Regions from separate parts of the Sus scrofa genome. Here regions 1, 2, 3 and 5 are each linked to region 4. Evidence: chromatin contacts called from public HiChIP or PLAC-seq data. All regions are on one chromosome and are shown on one strand. Each heading gives the region's core, a stretch centred on a gene start, on an enhancer-like site or on the middle of the called end of the contact. The rest is flanking DNA. Distances are from core to core; before and after follow the strand shown. Region 1 has its middle 340 kb from the start of QKI. Region 2 has its middle 280 kb from the start of QKI. Region 3 has its middle 310 kb from the start of QKI. Region 4 has its middle 640 kb from the start of QKI. Region 5 overlaps QKI (QKI, KH domain containing RNA binding).

Region 1 (2,700 bases), core at 167-2,666, 290 kb after region 4:
TTCCAATTAGCTGACAACTTCCACCTGAAGAATATCATCCTCAGACACAAGTGGTAGAAAAGCAAAGATTTCCCCCGATGTTATGGTGTGAGTCCTGGGACCCACTGGACCAGAACGCTAACTGATCAGCAATGGCACCGGCTTCAGAGTTGCTTAGAGAATGTTATGAAAAGAACGTTGACAACTGCTTGTGCCATTGTGTACTCATTCGGAGCTCTCAAAGCTACTGTTTGGATTCCTAGGATCCCTGAATTCTAAATGCACCTTTGCTATAAATTCCTGCAAATAGCTTGAATGACTTTTGCTAGGCATGTCTATACTTATAGCAGTGGCCATACTACATTAAAACATACTGCAAAATATACTGAAATGTTGAAAAAATAAAAAAGTACTTCTTTATGGATCTATCATCTACTCTGTGGTTCACAAATTTAGTATCAATAAAGAAAGATTGTCAGCTGTCCAGAAACTCACGTGTGGTTAACCATCCCCTAGTCCAGTGAGCTTCCCGTAGGATCGTCGTCCATGCCTCGGAGGAGTTAAACATGGTAGAAATTCAGTGGTGCACAGATACACCCCCTACCCTGTGCGAAACTGTATGATGTGTTCCAAGAATGAGCCCCAACGTCACGTATATTTATGCCATGGATAAACAGGGACTGAATTTTGATAATTTGGCCCCGTGTCCCTGCAAATTGCTCCTTCTTTGTCATTCATAATGTCACAGCTGTTCTTGTCAGAAAGAGGACAAAGAACAGAAAGACAACCATTTACTCTTCGTTTCTTGCTCTTCCTTTTAAAAAAGGAAAGAAGAAAAGGGGCCTGTTTCTTTTTGTAAGTTTGTTCAGGTGCTCTTGGCCGTGACATGATACGCTCTCATGTCAGCCTGGTCCTTGACAGCACACGGCCATACAGAATGACCTAAAGCAAAGGTCCACCCCCTCATCCTTTAATGGAGATGATCTGGACGCTACCCACCTCGAAGTGACGCACCTGACGCAGGCTGGTCAAGTGACTTTTTACAATTCTGCCAGCTTGAGCTAAACAGGGTCAAGCAGAGTAGATCTTGGGCTGTTATTGGCTGTATGTGAGCAAGCCCGGGAGTCTGAAATGCTCTTGCTTTTCCCAACCTTTCCGGATCTGCACTTTGGAGCAAGATTTCATCTTTGCTTCCCCCTCCCCCACAAGCTTCACCTTGCTCCCTCCGAGCGCCTGTTCTGTCCCTGCTTCCTCAAGGAACCACTGCTGATGAGAGAGACTTCAGAACCCCTTGAACAACTAAACAATCTCATCCCACCCTTCCTGAAGCCAAGAAGGATGTTTGCGAAAACCCAAACAGTCTGGGGAGGTGTCAGGAAGCGAACCAAGGAAGGCATGCTGTTTACAGGCCAGAAATATTGCAGAGATTTTATTCTGGTTTGGTTGTTTGGATTGAAAAGGGAATTCAGCCCCTCCCAGGGAAACGCTGACAGTTACAGGCTATCATTCAGAGAGACTCCCTTCGTCATGTCTGGCCGCAAGCCTCAGGGGGCTCCAGAGAGGAGACAAATGATGAAAGGGTGGCAGAAATAATTGCTTACCTAGTATAGGGTAAAAGAGAAAGAAGGGAAATTTTAGAATAGACTCCACAAACTCTCTCACATATTGGGACTTGCCAAATGCTTGGCCTACTCAGATACTGGAGACTTACTTATTTTGGAAATGTTATAAAGCTTTCCTTGCCAGAAAACAAGGAAATATGCTATTGAAAACAATGCGGGCAGCATTTGGCAGCGTATGAGAGACAGAGAAGCCCAAGAAATAGTCCAAGAACACTGAAGCTTTCTTGATTAAAGAGTGGATGACAGAGTTATATTCACTTTGTGGGATAAAATAGAGAAGTACCTTATGGAGATGAGACACTGGATTTTAGACATTTTAGAGCTAAATGAGGCCTCAAACATCATCTAGGAGAACTCTCAGGTGTTCCATGTTCATTATGCAGTGAAAATAGATCATCCCATTTAAACAATCCAATACTCCAAGGGTTAGGTTAAGTGCAGCTGAGGGACTCAGAAGTCAAGAGGAAAGATCCTTGTTTCCTGTGCACAGACAGCAACGAATGCTGCAGGGGGAGATCTGTCAGGTGTCGGGGGAAAAGGAGGAGGAAGATGGGGCCATAGAATCACAGAGTTGGGGAATTAACCAGGATAAATTTTACGAAGGGTCACTGAAGATGAGCATTGAGTTTAGGGTCCTTTATTTCTACTAAAGTTACTTATTATGAAATCATTACAGAGAGGTTTCAAAAAAACTTTAACATCTCCACGACTGTACCTACCTGCCTACTGTCTTCAAAGGAAAGACTTTGTCTATCAGAACCAAAGATGACTTTCAGCATTATTAAGAATTCAGTCTGAAGAAATCATTATCTTGGAGTTCCCGTTACGGCTCAGTGGGTTAAGAACCCGACTAGTAACCATGAGAACATGGGTTCGATCCCTGGCCTTGCTCTAGTGGGTGAAGGATCCAGCATTGCTGTGAGTTGTGGCATAGGTCGTGGATGCGGCTCGGGTCTGTCGTTGCAATCATCATCTTAAGTGTAACACACAAGTGTGCCTTCCAGGGTCCAAGGCATGTGGTCACCTGTGCCCAGACGTGGGGTCGCCCATGCCTTCCGCTTCACAGGAGAGCTGATGCTCCCCTTATAGTCCTACTTCA
Region 2 (2,700 bases), core at 113-2,612, 350 kb after region 4:
GGCAACACTGGATCATTTAACACACTGCACTAGGCGGAGGATCCAACCCACGCCTCCTTGGCAGTGACCCCAGCTGCTGCAGCCAGGTTCTTAACGTACTAGGCTACAGTGGGAACTCCCAAGGAGGATAAGCCACACTGAGGACTAACCCCCAGGACCTGCGCCCCAGACCAGAGGCCAGGCTCAGGAGCTAGGCCTCCCTCCCTCCGGAGACCTGCCAACACCCAGGCCTGCAGATGATGAGCTAGGGAAAATGATGGAATCTTGTTCCCATGAGCGTGTTCTCCAGCTGATGGCTCAATCCTGTCCCCAAACCCAGCGTGGCCACGTGTGGCCACGACAGAACAGCCCACAGCCAGAAGATCAGAAAAATGCTGTATTTTTCCCTATCCAAAATCTGATTTTTTTAAGACCAAATCAGCTGTAAGCCAGGAAAGAAAGATCATGCAAGAGGTCAGTGGCTGAAAACTACCCATACAAGCCCTCTCTGTCCTCCTGAAATAAAGGCCAGGAAGACTTTCTCTCTCCTGCCCCGGGCCTCTCCCTCCCTTTAGATGTAAATTTTCCACGACTGCCCTATTGCACGGGTGTCTCTGCGTTGGTGGGTCTCCTCCGCCAGAAACAGATTCCTGCGAACAAAGAGTCTGATTCATTTTCATTTGCTCCACAAAATTTGAGCCTCTGCACATAGTAGGCGCCCAAAGAGCTACTGAATTGTACAGAAGCAAACCAGATTGAACCGAATCGGAGCCTTGTCTAACCCTCTCTGGGAGCCCCCGAGACGCTGACACAAAGTCGGGGGTCGCCCTTTCCAACAAGGTGGCACAGTGCAGGGGCAGGAGCCCTCGGGTTTGATAACACCCTCCAAGCAGCTGCAAAGAGCAGAGGAGGCAGCGTCCCTGCCTCCCAGCTGTAGGTCGGCTGGAGTTGCCAAGCAGGATGTGGGCACACGGAGCAGCTGTGTTTCGGACACTCTGCGGCAGACGTACAATTTTCCCCGCAGCCCTGCCACAGAATTCCTTTCATTTCCAAACTCGTGATGTACATTAAAGGGTGGCCAAAGAGAACTTTGAAATCTGGCCTTCATCATTGCGGTCTTGTGCCAGTTCTTCCAAACCCTTTTTTTGTTGTTGTTGTTGTTACTTCTGAGCATCACTTTGCTGCCAGAAAAAGGATGTTTGCTTCAGAAATACTACAAAACTCAGAACTGGCAAGTGCAAATGGCTCTAAATTTAGGAAATATTATTCACCCAACCCATGTGCAAATAATATTTCTCTTCCCACCCTTCCAAGGCCTGCCTTGGCCCAGAAGTCAGAGTTTAGCGGAACCTCGGTCCCCCAAGCCTGTCCTGGGGCATGGGGTTGGGGGGCTGTGGGGGAGGGAGACAGGTGCTGCGCGCAGGCGCACTGCGCATGCGGCAGGGCCGCCCGGTCCCCAGCAGTGAACTGTGGCGGTGCCCCCCTCTTTTGGCAAAAGCAGAGCTGCGGTGGGTGGAGAAGAGGAAAACATCTGCCTTCCTCATCTGGCGTTCAACGTACGGCTTCCCTGAAGGACTCGGAGGGGAGAACAGAGCGTTCTAACTGGCTGGACACTCCTGCGTGGGCGGGCGGTGTGGAAAGCTCGTTTGTCCTGGGGTGCAGGGCATGAAGCCCTCGGACAACCGATCAGCAGGGCCAGATCTTGCCCTTGACCTCTCCCCCCACAATCCCCAAAGGTTGTGAGCATTGCTTTCACCCTCGGTGTCAACACCGTGGCGAACGCAGCCCGAATGCGCATGCTCTGTGCGCAGCAGGTGGAAGTTTCCCAAAGGACACACAGGGCACTTGAGCGCGACTTAAGTAATGCCAGGAAGGAAAGAACCAGGGGGTCTTGGGCTTTGTGTGCCTTATGTCGATCATGACTTTGAAGCCTGAAGGCGTCTTGTTTCCTCCATCACATGCTGCTCCCCCGTTTCAGATGACAGTTCATCTCATTTTGGTTCCTCTGACCATTACTCATTTTGGCCGTCCTTCCAGATGCTCCGAGAGCCGCTCCAAGGTCATCCATCGCCAGGATGCTAGGGGCTGGTGTTACAAGGGGCTCTGATCCGCAGGTTAAGGCACAGGCAGAAAGTTCCGCGTGAAGTTAGTCCAACGTTGGCAAGTAGCCAAGATGGGGGGAGGGGCGTCGGTACAGATAAGCCAGCTTCCCCCAGCCTGCTGCCGGGAGAGACTGGGTTCACACTCGGGGCAGTTTTCCCTTCAAGGAGTAAGAAAGAGGACTTGCTATTCTTGAGCTGATTGAAGTTTTAGTTTAAAAAAAATTAAAAGGCTTGTATGAAAGCAGGAAATAGGACAGGAAGTCCTAGAAGTAACCAAACTAATCAGGGTAGCCCCGCCTCGGCTACAACCAAGGTCTCCTGTGGTCCAGAGGCCACCCGCCCTCCCCACCCTGAGCTGGGCGTATGCCTGTGAATCACGTGATGTAGGGAGGCACAGATTCCTGGCAGGGTCTGCGGCTGTGGGTCTGAGCACAGCCCAGGATTCTGTTTGTGTGTTTGATAATCTCCAGGTGATCTGGATACACAGCCAGATTTAGACTTATCTCCAGAACTCAGACTTGCTGATTTTCTTCCCATATCTATGAAATGCAAATGTTGGGTTTTGTTATTAAAAAAAAAAAAGGATTGAAAATCGATTATAAAACTCAAGGAAAATGTT
Region 3 (2,700 bases), core at 65-2,564, 330 kb after region 4:
GTCCTGACATGGGAAATGGGACATGCCCGGGCTGTGTGGGGCCCTGGACAGCCTGCCCACTGCCGGGAGTCATTTCGCCTGAGGGACCAAGGAGCCACTGAAAGTGACCCTGCAACAGACCACACCCCCTTGGGACAGGGGCCCTTTGAGTCCAACCCAGGAGCTCTGCCCCCACCTGCTCCACCTTTAAGAACTCCATAGACATCTTAGGTCAAGAGAAGATCTGAGTAAACGTGGGAAAATGGTAAAGACGGCGGGATCCAAGGCAGCATGACCTTGACCCTGAAGGAGGAAGGTTCACGTACTCTCCAAGGGCCATGGGGGCACAGTGCCTGGGGCGGGGGTGGCCCTGGGAGATCTGGGCCAGGGGGGCTGCCTCCTGAACAGGAACCATCTCTCCCCCTCATTCTCACCACGGCTTTAAGACAAGGACACTGAAGTTCAAGGAAAGTGGAAGAGCTTATCCAAGGTCCCCGTTTGGCCTCCTGAAACCATAGGCTGTAGGTATTTAAGGTACCTGGAGAGCATAACCTCCTCAGTTCTGCCCAAGAGCTAAGCTGGGTGAACAGTGACGAAGGAAAGCTCACGTGTCCAGGGTTGGCCTGTTTCGAGAAGGTGATTACTGCGGGCACTTACGCATCGAATGGACAACTCTGAGCCTCAGCTACGCGTGAGGGCCGAGGCTAAGAGCTGGAGACTGAAAAGAAGGCAATTCTTGCGTCAAAGAGCCTGCACTGTGACTGGGGAAGAGAAGTATCACAAAATATAACCCGGGGCCACGTGGACGCCCCCCACACCTGGCTCGTGTGATCAGCCTTCTCTCCACCTCAACAGGCAGTGGGGTCCCTGTGTGGTCGGGGGACCACAAAGTGCTGTCCTAGCATCTGAGGGGTCCAGATGGTGGGAAATTTGGCCTGAAAGGCAAAGTATGATTCTCGGAAGAGACTTGAACAGAATCCTTCCTGCGTCTGGACTATTACAGCTTGTAAGCACGCTTGTCCATCCCCCTTAATTCTTGCTTAAAACTGCAATCTTTGGCCTGTTACCACTGATTTCAAGCCCAGTTACCACGTGAATTTGTTTTCCAGGACAATCGAGCCTGGGGGAGGCCAGGGTCAGGGAGAACAGACCAGGCCTTGATTCCCGCTTCGGAATCACCGAAAAGAAACTTAAACCGAGGCAGGATGGCCGGCCCCTCCCGGATCACCAAGAGGTTAGAAGGAAATTCTTCTTCAAGGTCAGGGCCTCAGGGCTGGCTGCTCTCCTGAAGGGCCTTCTGGACAAAAGGGCAGGAGGGTGCGGCTCACCATGGGAACCTGGGAGGCGGGCCTGGGCCGTGCCCTGGATTGTTCTAGATCATCTCCCAGTCCCGCCTTGCTCTGTCCACACCAACCCCGGCCACGCTGCGTGTGCCGGTTTCTGAGGAAGTGAGGCTGCTTTTAGGACCCTGTCCTGGTGAGATGCGTGCCTATCATGGACACTGCTTCACGAGCCGCTGTTCTCAGCTGGGCTTTCACCTGACTGTATCTCCCGAAAATGGTCCTTGGGTGCCCAGCCCAGGGGTGTCTGCCTTTCCTCTCCCAGCAGACATGCCCCAGCGAGAGGAAAGCCCAGCTCCCTCCACCCTGAGCAGATTCTGGGACCCCAGGCCTCCTCGCATCTTCCCTTCTCCCTCATCCAGCCCAGGGCCTGATCCAAGGCTGTCTGGAATGTCACCCCCTCACCTCCGGGCATCCCCGTCCTTCCCAAGTCATGAGCCCTGACATCAGCAGCGAATGTGGACGGGGACACAAGAGGCCACTGGTCCATCACTGGGCAGCTGTGAACACCCAGTCTGCAGGGACTGCCAGGGGGCAGGTCTGCCCTTTGCTCGGGGTTTGCGATGCCACCTTCTTCAGTGGCACATTGAGGCAAACTCACCGGTGCCTTGGAAAGACTGTGTCTGGGGGAGCCCATGGAAATGTAATAAACCCATCAAAAGGAGGGCCCACAGCCTCCCTCCACTCCTGGCTCGAGCAGCTGAGGGCTCTGTCATTGGCCCTGCCCTGGACCAATCAGAGGGGCTTACCTGTGATGTACTGAAAGCAGCATGTGGACCTGCCCACCTGTCTGGAGACAAGAAGCCCCCATGAAAAGACAGCCGTGCTAACGTCCCCTCATGTACCACAGCCTCTGTCACCTCCGCTGACGTCACTGAGCTGATTCCACAGGAATTGGTGATGAGAGGAACTCGCCATCAATGTCCTCTCTTGAGGGAGTTCCTGTCGTGGCCCAGTGGAGACAAGTCCGACTAGGAACCATGAGGTTGCTAGTTCAATCCCTGGCCTCACTAGGTGGGTTGAGGATCCGGCTTTGCTGTGAGCTATGGGGTAGGTCTCAGGCATGGCTCAGATCTGGCATTGCTGTGGCTGTGGCGTAGGCCTGCAGCTACAGCTCCGATTCGACCCCTAGCCTGGGAACCTCTGTATGCCTCGGGTATGGCCCTAGAAAGATAAAAGACAAAAAAAAATTAAAAAATCTTCTCTTGAAATGGCCTTTAGTCCTTTCTGGGAAAAAGAAGCACAGGAGATAAAAGAAAGAACATTTCCAATCTGTGCTACTTTATATTTTTTTCTCTCTCTCTCTTTTTTAGGGCCACACTCACAGCATATGGAAGTTCCCAGGCTAGGGGTTGAACCAGAGCTACAGCCGCTGGCCTAC
Region 4 (2,700 bases), core at 184-2,683:
CACTAACCCTGACCTTGGAAGCTGATTATGAGGATTCAGTAAACTGGGGCCATGCTGGTGTGAGGTTCACTGGTTCAGAGACACTCCTTGTCGCCGATGCATCCACCAAGAAAGAAGAAGGTACATAGTCAGTCTCTACCCACGAGATCGTAATCACCTTTGGGAGATGATCATTGTTTGCAGAAAGACACAAGGCGCAGATTAGCATGAACTGCAAGCGCAGTGGATGTGAGAAGAGGAAGCACCTGCCAGGGCAGAGGCAGCAAGAGCTTCTGGTGAAGATGGGCAGAGGTGGGCGGGGAGAGGACGACCTGGACCTGCGAGGGGACCCTGATGCCGCCCACGGAAGCCAAACAGGAGGCACAGAGGAGGGAAAACTCAGGGCCTCCATGGTCGTTGGCGGGAGTGGTGTGGAGGGCCTTACACCAAAGGGTTTAGCAAAGCGGAGTAAGAAGGCACCTAAGAGAGGCAGGAATGGGAACTTCACAAAAGAGTCAGCCTTGGAACGGTCTCCAGAAGGCAACAAGGAAACAAAGCAAAAAGCTTTAAAGAACATTTCGTTTAATTTTGAGACAGATAAAAAGAAAAAAATAATAAGGATGAGAGGATAGAATCCCGAAGGCAAAAAGACCATTAAAGAGATATTTCAAATGTTCTGGTTTGAGAGAGTGAACGTGGACTGATAGGGGCTTCGGTACAAGGATGATAAAGATGGTGATAAAACATTTCCACCTTCTCTCCCTCTCCCATGCTCATCTTCAAACTAACGGCTAATACTTTTCACTCTAGGGGTTAGACGAAAACACAAAATTTGAGAAAACGTCAATGTTAGGAAAAAAATAGGAAAAGAAAAAAAGTCGGCTTAGAGCTCTTCCAACCACAAGAGGGCGCTCCCGGACCCAGGAGCAGAGCTGGGGGGGACTGAGCCCGGATCATTAACGGAACTAGCGGGAGGGCTGCCCAGAAGTCCGGTCTGAAAGGGGTTACCTGGGCAGTTACAACGTGGAGACAGCCTCTGGCCTTTACCTGTGCCCTGTGACATCCACATGATCAATCCTAAGACCCGGAAAGGCACTGAAGGCTTACAAACTTAAGTACTCCCACTCTCGGTAGCAAGTCAGGATTCAGCCTCTCCAGTAAGTGGCGGATGCCCCGCAGGCAAAGCAGGAATGTCCTGATGGATCCCCAAGATTGCAGCATAGGATGCTTTCCTCCTGGGAGCTCCACTCAGCAAGGGGATTCCGCCCTACGGCAGCTGGTGACACAGGTCCGGCCCGACCTCCATTGCCCGACGTGCCCAACCAACTGGGAGAGCGCCAGGGTGCCCAAGATAAAAATAGGATGTTGCCGTGGAGCGCTGGACAGGCTGGCAGATGACACAGGGCCTTGGGAGAGCCTGGAGCCCTGCCCAGAGGCCGTCCTCGCCCTCTGCCGGCCTCGACAAGGGGAGGGGAGTTGGAGCTTCACAGGGAGTCCTGCCAGGAAAGGGCCGCGAGGCAGGGGAAGGGTGGGGAAATCATTTTCCTGTGAGTCAAAGGACAACAGCTGTCACCACGGAGGGAGAAGAGGTGGAACACTGGGTCCAAGCCTTCTCTGGAGCAGTGGCAGCTGAGTCAAAACAAGCAGTCAGAAACATGAGGCCCTTAAAAATACAGTAATTCATGCTACATCAAAGCAGTGATTAGCACAGCTTCCTGGCTGTCTCTCTGTTTATTTATGGTACATTACACATTTTAATGCTATTTTCATAAGGTATTTCAGCTGCCACGGTGCCATATTTGGGAGACAAAAGTGCCTAAGAAGTGCTGCAATTATCGGGCACCCACCCCCAGCCATCCATGAGTCTGGTGTCAACCACAATGACCACTACTTCCCCAAAGGAGAAACAGAAGAGAGAGTGTCCCCATGCAGCCTGCAGGAAGACAGGATGGAAGAGGACGCGGGAGCTGGGAAGAGGGGAGGGCACAAAGGCCAAGTTCATCTTGATTCGTCTCTTGTGGGGAAAGAGGTCAACTTTGAAGTCTTCCTTGAGATACTTCTTTTATTAGGTCATAGGACCCAGTCATCTGTTGGGGATTGCTCACCCAACTCTGGAAGCCAACAGCCCTCTCCGCAAACCAGCTTTATTTTAAATACACTTGAGTTCATGCCAGTGTCCGGGTGGGAGCTGGGAAAAGTGAAAAGCTGCTGGAAATTTCCTCACTCCTCCCCGTGACTTTCTTTCTTTTAAAGAAGGGTGGGGCGAGCATGAGTCCACTTAGGGAACAGCTCCATTCACCTCATATCAAATAGACAAGAGGCATCCCTCCCGCAGGTAAATTTAATAACCGTTTCCTCCAAGTCTGACTTCTCCTTACGATCAACCCCCGAAAAATGCAAGTCGGTGAATGTGTGCCATGGAATATGTCATCTCGGTGTTCAGAGATAAAGCGGGGGGGACAAATAAGAGAAGGTCAGGACAGCGAAGGAAAAAGACTCAGCCCTCACTGGCCCTGGGTCGGGTAACTCAGGAGAGCCGACGGGCGCCTGAGCTGAACCTTCACAACCCACCACGTGGATGCCCAAGAGGCTGCTTTCCGACGGATGAAGGTTCAATGTCATGTCAAGACAGCACTGCATTCATTGTCGAAGTTTCTATTGAAAACTGATTCCTTTGCCGATGTTGTTAATGTTTATGAAATGCTGGAGACGGGCGAGCTT
Region 5 (2,700 bases), core at 102-2,601, 500 kb after region 4:
AAACATGTACAGTAAAATGTATTTGCTCATGAAACAGAAGGCACCTGAGTGCATGCACACACACAGATAACATACAGAGCATTGTGGCTTTCTTTAATTGAACAACGAATTTTCAAGTTTAAATCTTAGTGTCCGGGTTCATTAAAGACTTTCAAATTTTTATAAATCAGTATTAATGCTGGAAAAAAAAACCTTGAAAGATCGAAGTCCTAAAAGTCAACAGCATGCACGCAGCACCAAGGTCATACACAATTCAAGAAAAAAGAATTCAAATTTTGTCTGGTAAAACAAGGGCAGCCCGGGAACAGTCTGTCCCACATGGACGGGTCGCGTTAGCACAGCTGCTGTACTCTAGTCCTTCATCCAGCAAGTCAATGGGCTGAAATATCAGGCATGACTGGCATTTCAATCCACTCTATAAAAAAAAGGCATCAGTAATGTCTTTTTCAAGCACACCACTTTTTGTTCATGTAAAACCGAGCGTTTATAGTATGATCTTAATTTTTGCCTCAAATGTGTACTTATCAATTCCATACTGCATTATTAAAATTAAGATGATCTCTTACGTTTAATATTAACAAGGACTTCAAAAGAGAAAAACTGAAAAAAACATGAAGAACGCAACTATTCACCTGATCCCTTTCATATTTAAAGTGATCACAAATATAAGAAAACCACACATAGTAATATCAGTTTTAAAAAGATCTTAAAGCACTTTCACAAAGAAATTTAAAATTTAGCCAACAATTAAATACGTCTCTGAGCCAAAGGAACCTAAAAACTCTGGGTGCTGAAGCTGATGATGGGGATAGGCTGAGGTAGGATCTAAAACTCAGAACAACCCGAGTGATGTCAAATATGAAACGTACTCTCTGTTTAAAATGTTTAGTAAATTTAACCCATCCCAGTGAATTTCAGTTACCAAAGTCAATCTAAATAAATCTAAGGTACAATTATTTTAAGGGAGAACTCTTACAAAGAGGCTGAAATAAAATAAAATTTGGTTTACAGTTTTTCCCAATGGAAACTTGTCTTGCCTCTCTGAAATGGATGCAATCGTTTCAAGTCTGGGGCAGCAAAAGTCATGAAGAAAAATGTTCACCACATACGGAGAAGAACTTACCTAATACACCGCTAGGTTCAATAGGGTACTCAAGGATTGATGTAGCTGGTGCCAACGTGTAGGGGTATTCATAGGGTGTGTAGATTAAACCAGCTTCGGGCCCTGGAGGAACTATTGCAGCAGTTGGGTGAGGAGTTCCGTTTGGCATGACAGCGGTCTGTATCTGTCTGATCAAAGGCATTATGGTAGGGCCAGCTGGCGTAGGAGTGCGCAGGGCAGCTGGTGGGAGAACAGGCGCAGGCCCAGTAATAATCCTTGGAGCAGCCTGGGCTGTTGCTGCAAGAGAAAAGGCAAGGGCTGCTACAGTAAGCAAAGAAATTTAGAAGGAAGTACAGAGATAGCAGTGTAAAATATGAAAAATGAGAGGGAAGTAGGAAAAAGAAAAGAAAAAGCAGAAAAGAAGAAAAATAAAAGGAAATCATTAGTACATGCACTGATCACACAAAAATGCCAAAGCATACCAATCAAATGCAAACAGCTTCCCCTTTCCCAATGTGATTAAGAATAAATGTGCAAAAATTAAAAAGCCACTGGGGGAAAAAAAGAATGAGACCATTAAAACAGGTTATATTTAATTCATGTATTTGATATATCTATGCTTTTAAGATCTCATGAGACTAAAGGTGCATGCAGAAGCACAAGAAAACACCTGCATTAAAAGATGTTAAAAAATACTTTGTAATTGGAGTCCACAGAAATACAGTTTTTTGATACATTTCTAAAGGGTAGCTTCAGTTTCAAATTAAGGAAAGAATAAATTTCATTGTATCAAGTTAGTCAAGTAACCAACAGTTACTAATTTCCTGTATCTGTAGGAAGTCCCTTCACAGGAAAAAATACAAAAATGCTGCACTCCCAAACACATGATTGTTAATGATATACTCATTTTTGTGAGTAAATTAATGACAACCATTTGCAAAAGTGACCTCTTCTAAACCCACTAGGTTGCCTACATTTTGTAGAGTTGGCTATGCCTTTAAAATTCTATTTCTTAAAAAAAAAAAAAAAAAAAATTAAATGCTATCATACTCATATGAATGCTATGTAAAACTTAGATTGCCTCAAAATATAAATTTCACATTATTTCATTAAATATAGAAAAAGCAATCCTCATAGTTTATGAAAGCATGCAAAATACATATAAAGGGGAAAACAGGATTAAAATAGTATCTAAGATACTGCTCTCTGTGAACTCACATATGAAATCAATAGAGAAAAAAATTACTAGAGGGAAAAACATGCAAGCAAAGTGAAAGAACAGAATTCAACAGAAGAATCACTGCATTCAGATAACATTCCAAAATAGCTTTTATTCAAAAATTGTTTTCAAAAAACTTCTGTCCTTTGCATAAATGAAATAAGTTGGAAGTCTTAAATCTGTAGTTAACAGTAAAATTTTATGAAACTCTTCAATTTAGAAGTTGAAATTTCATCAAAAGAATAAAAGTTTATAAACTTAAAACTTAAGCATGCTGGCATAAAACAGAGAGTCCTCAATTCTTGAAAGCAGTAAAAATGGGACAGTTAGCCACATATCAAATAACAATTAATTCAACTCTTCACTTTTAACTGTTCAT

What was found. HiChIP or PLAC-seq counts read pairs in DNA pulled down with a chosen protein or histone mark.
Region 1: a contact with region 4 is called in an H3K27ac HiChIP or PLAC-seq map of skeletal muscle, with 3 times the contacts expected there. The contact joins two enhancer-like sites.
Region 2: a contact with region 4 is called in an H3K27ac HiChIP or PLAC-seq map of skeletal muscle. The contact joins two enhancer-like sites. A contact is called at or near these places in 4 of 47 Hi-C or Micro-C datasets (embryonic fibroblasts, heart right ventricle and skeletal muscle) and 1 of 2 datasets of contacts at active chromatin or transcription factors (skeletal muscle).
Region 3: an H3K27ac HiChIP or PLAC-seq map of skeletal muscle shows a contact between it and region 4. The contact joins two enhancer-like sites. A contact is called at or near these places in 1 of 47 Hi-C or Micro-C datasets (liver) and 1 of 2 datasets of contacts at active chromatin or transcription factors (skeletal muscle).
Region 5: an H3K27ac HiChIP or PLAC-seq map of skeletal muscle shows a contact between it and region 4, with 5 times the contacts expected there. The contact joins two enhancer-like sites. A contact is called at or near these places in 3 of 47 Hi-C or Micro-C datasets (embryonic fibroblasts, fibroblasts and heart right ventricle) and 1 of 2 datasets of contacts at active chromatin or transcription factors (skeletal muscle).

Annotation. Positions count from the first base shown.
Region 1 is chr1:4,538,250-4,540,949 of Sscrofa11.1, forward strand. No RefSeq gene overlaps it. Among named protein-coding and RNA genes, the nearest start is that of QKI, 340 kb to the right of the region's middle. Within about 2 kb of position 1,417, at least 8 of the 83 cell types and tissues checked have an H3K27ac peak or open chromatin away from gene starts, as enhancers often do. A contact at or near this core is called in skeletal muscle, where this site is marked.
Region 2 is chr1:4,598,464-4,601,163 of Sscrofa11.1, forward strand. No RefSeq gene overlaps it. Among named protein-coding and RNA genes, the nearest start is that of QKI, 280 kb to the right of the region's middle. Within about 2 kb of position 1,363, at least 24 of the 83 cell types and tissues checked have an H3K27ac peak or open chromatin away from gene starts, as enhancers often do. A contact at or near this core is called in skeletal muscle, where this site is marked.
Region 3 is chr1:4,573,182-4,575,881 of Sscrofa11.1, forward strand. No RefSeq gene overlaps it. Among named protein-coding and RNA genes, the nearest start is that of QKI, 310 kb to the right of the region's middle. Within about 2 kb of position 1,315, at least 11 of the 83 cell types and tissues checked have an H3K27ac peak or open chromatin away from gene starts, as enhancers often do. A contact at or near this core is called in skeletal muscle, where this site is marked.
Region 4 is chr1:4,246,053-4,248,752 of Sscrofa11.1, forward strand. No RefSeq gene overlaps it. Among named protein-coding and RNA genes, the nearest start is that of QKI, 640 kb to the right of the region's middle. Within about 2 kb of position 1,434, at least 38 of the 83 cell types and tissues checked have an H3K27ac peak or open chromatin away from gene starts, as enhancers often do. A contact at or near this core is called in skeletal muscle, where this site is marked.
Region 5 is chr1:4,744,185-4,746,884 of Sscrofa11.1, forward strand. It overlaps QKI (QKI, KH domain containing RNA binding), which reads right to left. Exons shown (of 8, transcript NM_001007195.1): 6 at 1,124-1,423. Among named protein-coding and RNA genes, the nearest start is that of QKI, 140 kb to the right of the region's middle. Within about 2 kb of position 1,352, at least 5 of the 83 cell types and tissues checked have an H3K27ac peak or open chromatin away from gene starts, as enhancers often do. A contact at or near this core is called in skeletal muscle, where this site is marked.